2 separate regions of the Zea mays genome follow, and region 1 is linked to region 2. Evidence: chromatin contacts called from public Hi-C data. All regions are on one chromosome and are shown on one strand. Each heading gives the region's core, a stretch centred on a gene start, on an enhancer-like site or on the middle of the called end of the contact. The rest is flanking DNA. Distances are from core to core; before and after follow the strand shown.

Evidence for each region. A called contact is a pair of places that touch in the nucleus more often than the background predicts.
Region 1: a Hi-C map of tassel shows a contact between it and region 2, with 1.7 times the contacts expected there. The contact joins the promoter of LOC103654746 here to the promoter of LOC100193099 in region 2. A contact is called at or near these places in 3 of 25 Hi-C or Micro-C datasets (ear, leaf and tassel).

The regions. Positions count from the first base shown.
Region 1 is chr4:235,037,262-235,039,961 of Zm-B73-REFERENCE-NAM-5.0, reverse strand. LOC103654746 (basic leucine zipper 19) reads left to right here and starts at 1,277. Exons shown (of 4, transcript XM_008681571.4): 1 at 1,277-2,509. The coding sequence starts at 2,118.
Region 2 is chr4:234,903,658-234,906,357 of Zm-B73-REFERENCE-NAM-5.0, reverse strand. LOC100193099 reads left to right here and starts at 1,262. Exons shown (of 3, transcript NM_001310330.1): 1 at 1,262-1,465; 2 at 1,718-1,793; 3 at 1,915-2,700. The coding sequence starts at 1,442.

The DNA.
Region 1 (2,700 bases), core at 28-2,527, 130 kb before region 2:
TCTCCGCCATCCTCTGCTGATCTGCCAAGTGGGCCTTCCGCTCCGCTATCATCCTCGACTCCATCTCCTGCTGTTCCCTCCTCTCTTCTTCTAGCTGGGCATGTAATATTTCAACCCAATTTTATAATAACTCAAAGAAAAGGTATATAACTCAAGGAATGACGAGTTACAAAAGCACTAACCTAGAGTTGCTGTATGCGACTATACGATGATTCGAGCTGTCCTTCCGAGGTCATATGGTTAGGCTCGAGCTCGTGCTCCTTCTCGCACCTAAGACAGAGTGAGAGTGGACGACGAGTCGATTGTCCCGTCGGCAATCCAGTACCACCCATGACTTATTTTACACGAAAAATTGTTAGACCATAGCCTTATTTCTTTATATATATATTCAAAAATTTTAAATACTGATTAGAGCCACTAATCAATACTAAATAGTTCTTTTAACGGATAGTGCGATTGACACTAACAAAAATAGTGTCTTCAATTATTTATTGTGCATTGTCCAGGTACTAAAGGCAATTTTACCATTATTATTAAAGGATTCTTTCTATATTAGTAGTAGTAGTATATCCATGCTAGAATCTGGATCTGAAATCTAAATGGATGCCGAATTTGCACTACTGCAAGTAGCATGGCAGACGACGAGCAAGTGACCACAACCTATCTGTCTCTGGTAGTCTGGTCCCGGCGTCCAACACGTGGTGTCGAGATGCTCTGCATCTGCCAAGCCCCCTGCCCCCATTCCCAGCTGACGAGCTGCTCAACAAGTCTACCACTGTAATGTCTGAAACCCAGAACCAGAAGCCAGGGCCAGCTGCAGCTCCATAACTAACTAGTGGGCGAAAAAATTTACAAGTACTACTGCTAGTACTGGTTCATGTCTATCCATCTATCTATCAACCTATTTTTCATTTCTACTCATCATGTGGGTGTATCCGTGTATAATGCACTCCACAGGCCACAGCCTCTCGATCGCTTAGCTGTCTCTAGCTGTCTGCTGCCTCGCCGCCCCCTCCTCCTCTCATCATGTGATCTCCCTCGTCTCCATCCACCCTTGCTCCTCTCCTACTTGCCACCCTTTTTCTCCAGTAATAAATCAAAACAAACAAATGGACCCTCCCTAGGTACCTAGCTAGCTACCTAACTAACTAACTTTGCACAGATACCTAATTACTGTACCTTTGGATAACTAATCATAAGGCTAGGGAGCTAGCTACATGCATCGTCACCAAATCCACAGCAATGCAACAAAGCACCAACAGCTCACATGGTAGTAGTCAATCTCAGCGTTAGTACAAATCTTAGCTCAAGAGTCATGAAACAATGCCAGTACAAAGGTTAGCTAGGAGCAGTTCGTTTTGCCTACTAGGAAACAAATATGAAATTATTGCCCTAGACATGGTAGTAGAGTACTCCTACTAAGAGCAGTCTCAACCCAAGAGTTTTTATAGGCTCCACATCATCTAGAAACTACTGTTAGACACTAACTCTCCAATGCAAATCAATATTATTTAACTGACTTTAATACTCATCTTCGTGTTGAAACCAAGTCTTATGCAAGATCCAGTTTCTTAATCTTTCTTCATTTAATTGCTTGCTATATCATTGCTTGCCATATCATCTTTTAATATCTATGCAACAGCTGAATTAATGCTATAAAAACTGGATGACGTGTAGGGTTGGGACTGTGCTCTAAACCACCTAACCTACCAGATCTCTTGGATCTTGATATGCATAGCCCTAAACACATGCGTGATGCTGCAAGACAAACAGCCTCTAAAGGCTGTCACCAAAGCATGCAGATGCAGATGCAGTCTCTATCACGAACTAATGCATTGCAAGTGCACTGTGATTTGCCCCACCACCGCCAGGCCCCCCATGCATGTGCACCTATGCATCTCCACCTACACTGCGTTCTTGCAACCAATAACCATATACATACACACACACTAATAACTATATACATACATCTCCAACACAGCTAGCAAAGGCAGCAGTCGAGCACTCCACCATCCAGCTTCGCATCCCGCAAGTTCCCAGTCAGCCGAGCAGCCAGCGGCGGTGCCAAGAAGGCCGAGCTGCGAGCTCCACTCCCCACACCTCAGAAGAAAAAGGTGATGGCGCAACTGCCGCCGCGGGCGCCGAGCGCCGCGCCGCAGGACCACTGGCCGCCGGCGGCGGGGGAGTTCCTGGGCTTCGCCGCGGCCAGGCGCGGCGCGCACCGCCGCTCCGCGAGCGACTCGGCCGCGTTCCTCGAGGCCGTGCCCATTGACGACGACGTCGTCATTGGCGGCGGCGGCGGCGGCGGCGACGACTTCGACCGCCTCGACCACGACCAGCTCCTGTCCATGTTCTCCGACGTCGACGTCTCCGTCTCCGTCTCCGTCTCCGGCAGCGCCGGGGAGAGGGCGCAGCTCATGGACGCGGGGGGTGCGGGTGCGGACGACGGGGTGGCGGACTCGTCGCCGGCTGCCGCGGACGGCGTCGCTGAGCCCAAAAGGGTCAAGAGGTTAGTTGCGACTTGCAGCTTGCCTAGTGGGGTGGTGAGTGGTGGCTCCGCTAGTACATTTTAAGTAACCATCTTTTTCGACTACCGATCCGATCTACCATGGTGAAACAGTAGTTTTTTTTTTATTTATTCAATCAAGGTTCCTACTTTTGGAGGACTGCGGTCTCAGGACTACGATAGTGCCTTTAATT
Region 2 (2,700 bases), core at 13-2,512:
ATTCTCAATTTACCACTTCGTTGAAGTGTTAGCTTGAGAACGAGGGTCTTTAGAAGGAAATATAAGTAAAGTTGTATTAAAAAATGATGATGAACAATAAAGTATATAATTCATCTCAGGATCCTTAGCATTATTTTTTCCATCTCCCTTCATATTACAAGAATTTATAAACATACCTTCGACTTTTTGACACAATATAGCTCCAAGGTACTTCGAAGGCTAAGCAAGATGAAGCCTAGGCCCTTCAAAAAGGTGAATTTATGCAGGGCACTGCTCACCTATTTATAGTCGCGGGATACAACTTTGGTAAAATTTACAATTCACACCCTCAAGCCTATATATTTGAGTTATAGTACACAACAAGGGTGAAGTTGTCTTTTTTGCTTCGCATTTTGTCCATTGTTCCTTCACGGTAATATTCCGAAGCGTGCTTCTTACCCTCTGACTTATCCATCCGAAGGTACTACGGACGAAGGTAATACTAGATATACTAGAAAACAACCATTATCTTTGTATTTCGAGGACCTTCATAAGAATAAGGCCCCAAACAGAAATAGTAGCCCTTGTTAGTTCATTTCTTTGGAACGATCTCAAACGAAAAAAAAGAAAATCGAATGGTAGTACCATTTTTTTTAGCTTGACCCGCTTGTGTTGTCGTAATTTTGCTTTAAACTGATGCTTGCGTTGGGGAAAGTTTTTGGTAGAATGGTAGTAGTACCAAGGTAGCGTTTGGTTCCCATATTGTAATGTAATGATTAACTGATAACTTTAAATTATGTTTGTTTAAGTTTAACCGTAATCGATATCATACTACAAATGGATACCATCCTATTCGAATTTGTTACAACCGGTATTCGAATGTGAATCGTTATCATTATCATTTATGTTATATTTTGCGAACCAAACGACACCTTAGCTCATTGTTATTACGACTTGTTGTATAGCCGGATACCACGGCAATCTAGAGCTAATGTATTCATAGGAGGAGCGAATTAGGGAATTGATGGAAAAGGACTGGAGGGAGCGTTGGAAAAATTGTATCCCCTTGCGGTGCAGTGTGCTCTGTGCAGGATGTGCTCGTGGCTTGTGTGAAAGCGAGGAGGAGACAAGGGTCACATGGCGCCTGCCTTGGTGGCCCCCTCACATGAAGTTTTTGGCTGCGAGCCCATGGCATGCCGCTGTACCACCGCTCTCTCTCCCTCTGCGGCACACTCGCACCCTTCCGCTAGCCTTCCTTCTTGAATCTTGAGCACAGAGTAGGCTCGCTCACAGGACAGTCACTTGCCTGGGAAGCCAGATATTATTGCAGCCTCATACACCGCCCTTCCCTACTGCTTCCTGAGATTTGAGAGCTCGGGCGCCAGATCTGAAACCTCTTGTGTTGTGCCTTTGGTAGTTCGGTGTAGCATTGAGCTAGCAGAGGTGCTGTTCTAGTTCCAGGATGAGCAAGGAGGATGTCCTCAAGGTGCAGGTGTGTGTGTGTGTGTGAGGCATTTGCTGGCCTGTTCTCAGCTCCTCTACTGTTCATCTTCTCTTGCTTCTTTTTTCTTTTCTTTTTGCTGCCATTTTCAATCAAGGCAGGCGGGAGGCAGCTTTGCTTGTGTGCTCGCAGCATATGTTCCCTCTCCTGCAGTCCTGCCATGTTTGTTCTTGTCCCTTGAAATGAAATCCCCTCTGTTTCTGTTGTTTTCCGTGACGTTTTCCTTCCTCGTTGCAGACATTGATGCTGAGAGTGAACATACACTGTGACGGGTGCGAGAAGAAGGTCAAGAAGACCCTCCACAAGATCGACGGTACAAGAAAAAAAAACTCATCTTTTGCGGCAGCGATTTGCTTGCTGTTTGTTTCTGTTTCTCTGTCAACGTTTGGTCTGCGTCTGCTTCTGACGGAGACGTGATGAAATTTAACCTGTAGGTGTCTACCAGAGCAGCATCGACGCGGAACAGGGCAAGGTGACGGTGTCCGGTTTGCTGGATCCGGACACCATCATCAGGAAGCTCAACAAGGCCGGCAAGCCGGCTCAGCTGTGGGGTTCCAAGCCCGGCATCCCTCAGAACGCCTACCATGGCGGCGGCAAGGCCCATTCCAAGGAGGCTGGCGGCGGCAAGGCCCATTCCAAGGACTCCGGAGGTGGCAAGGGCCATTCCAAGGATGCCGGCGGCGGCAAGGCCCAGAAGGGCGGTGCGGGTGGCGGCGGTCACAAGGGCCCTGGCGGTGGCGGTGGCGGAGGCGGTGGCGTGGGCAATCCTAAGATGGTGATGCCGCAGCCGACGCCGCAGCAGCTCCAGCAGCTGCAGCAGCAGCTGCAGATGAAGGGGCTGAAGCTTCCGCCGCACCTGTTGGGCGGCAATATGCCGGCGTTCCCCGCGGCTGCGCCGATGAAGGACCCCAAGTCCGTCAAGTTTGCCCTCCCCGAGGACAACTTCGACGACTACGGCAGCGAGTTCGACGATGACTTCGACGACGGCTTCGACGACGACGAGGACGACTACGACGACGACGGCCTGGACGACGACGTCTACGGCGACCCCAAGATGATGATGAAGCCCATGGCTGTGCCGCCGCCGGCCGGCGGGGGCGACAAGAAGGGCGGTGGCGGCAAGAAGGGTGGTGGTGGGGGGAACGAGATCCCGGTGCAGATCAAGGGAAACAACCACGGCGGTGCCGGTGGGCAGCCGCACAATGCAAAGGGAGGCGCCC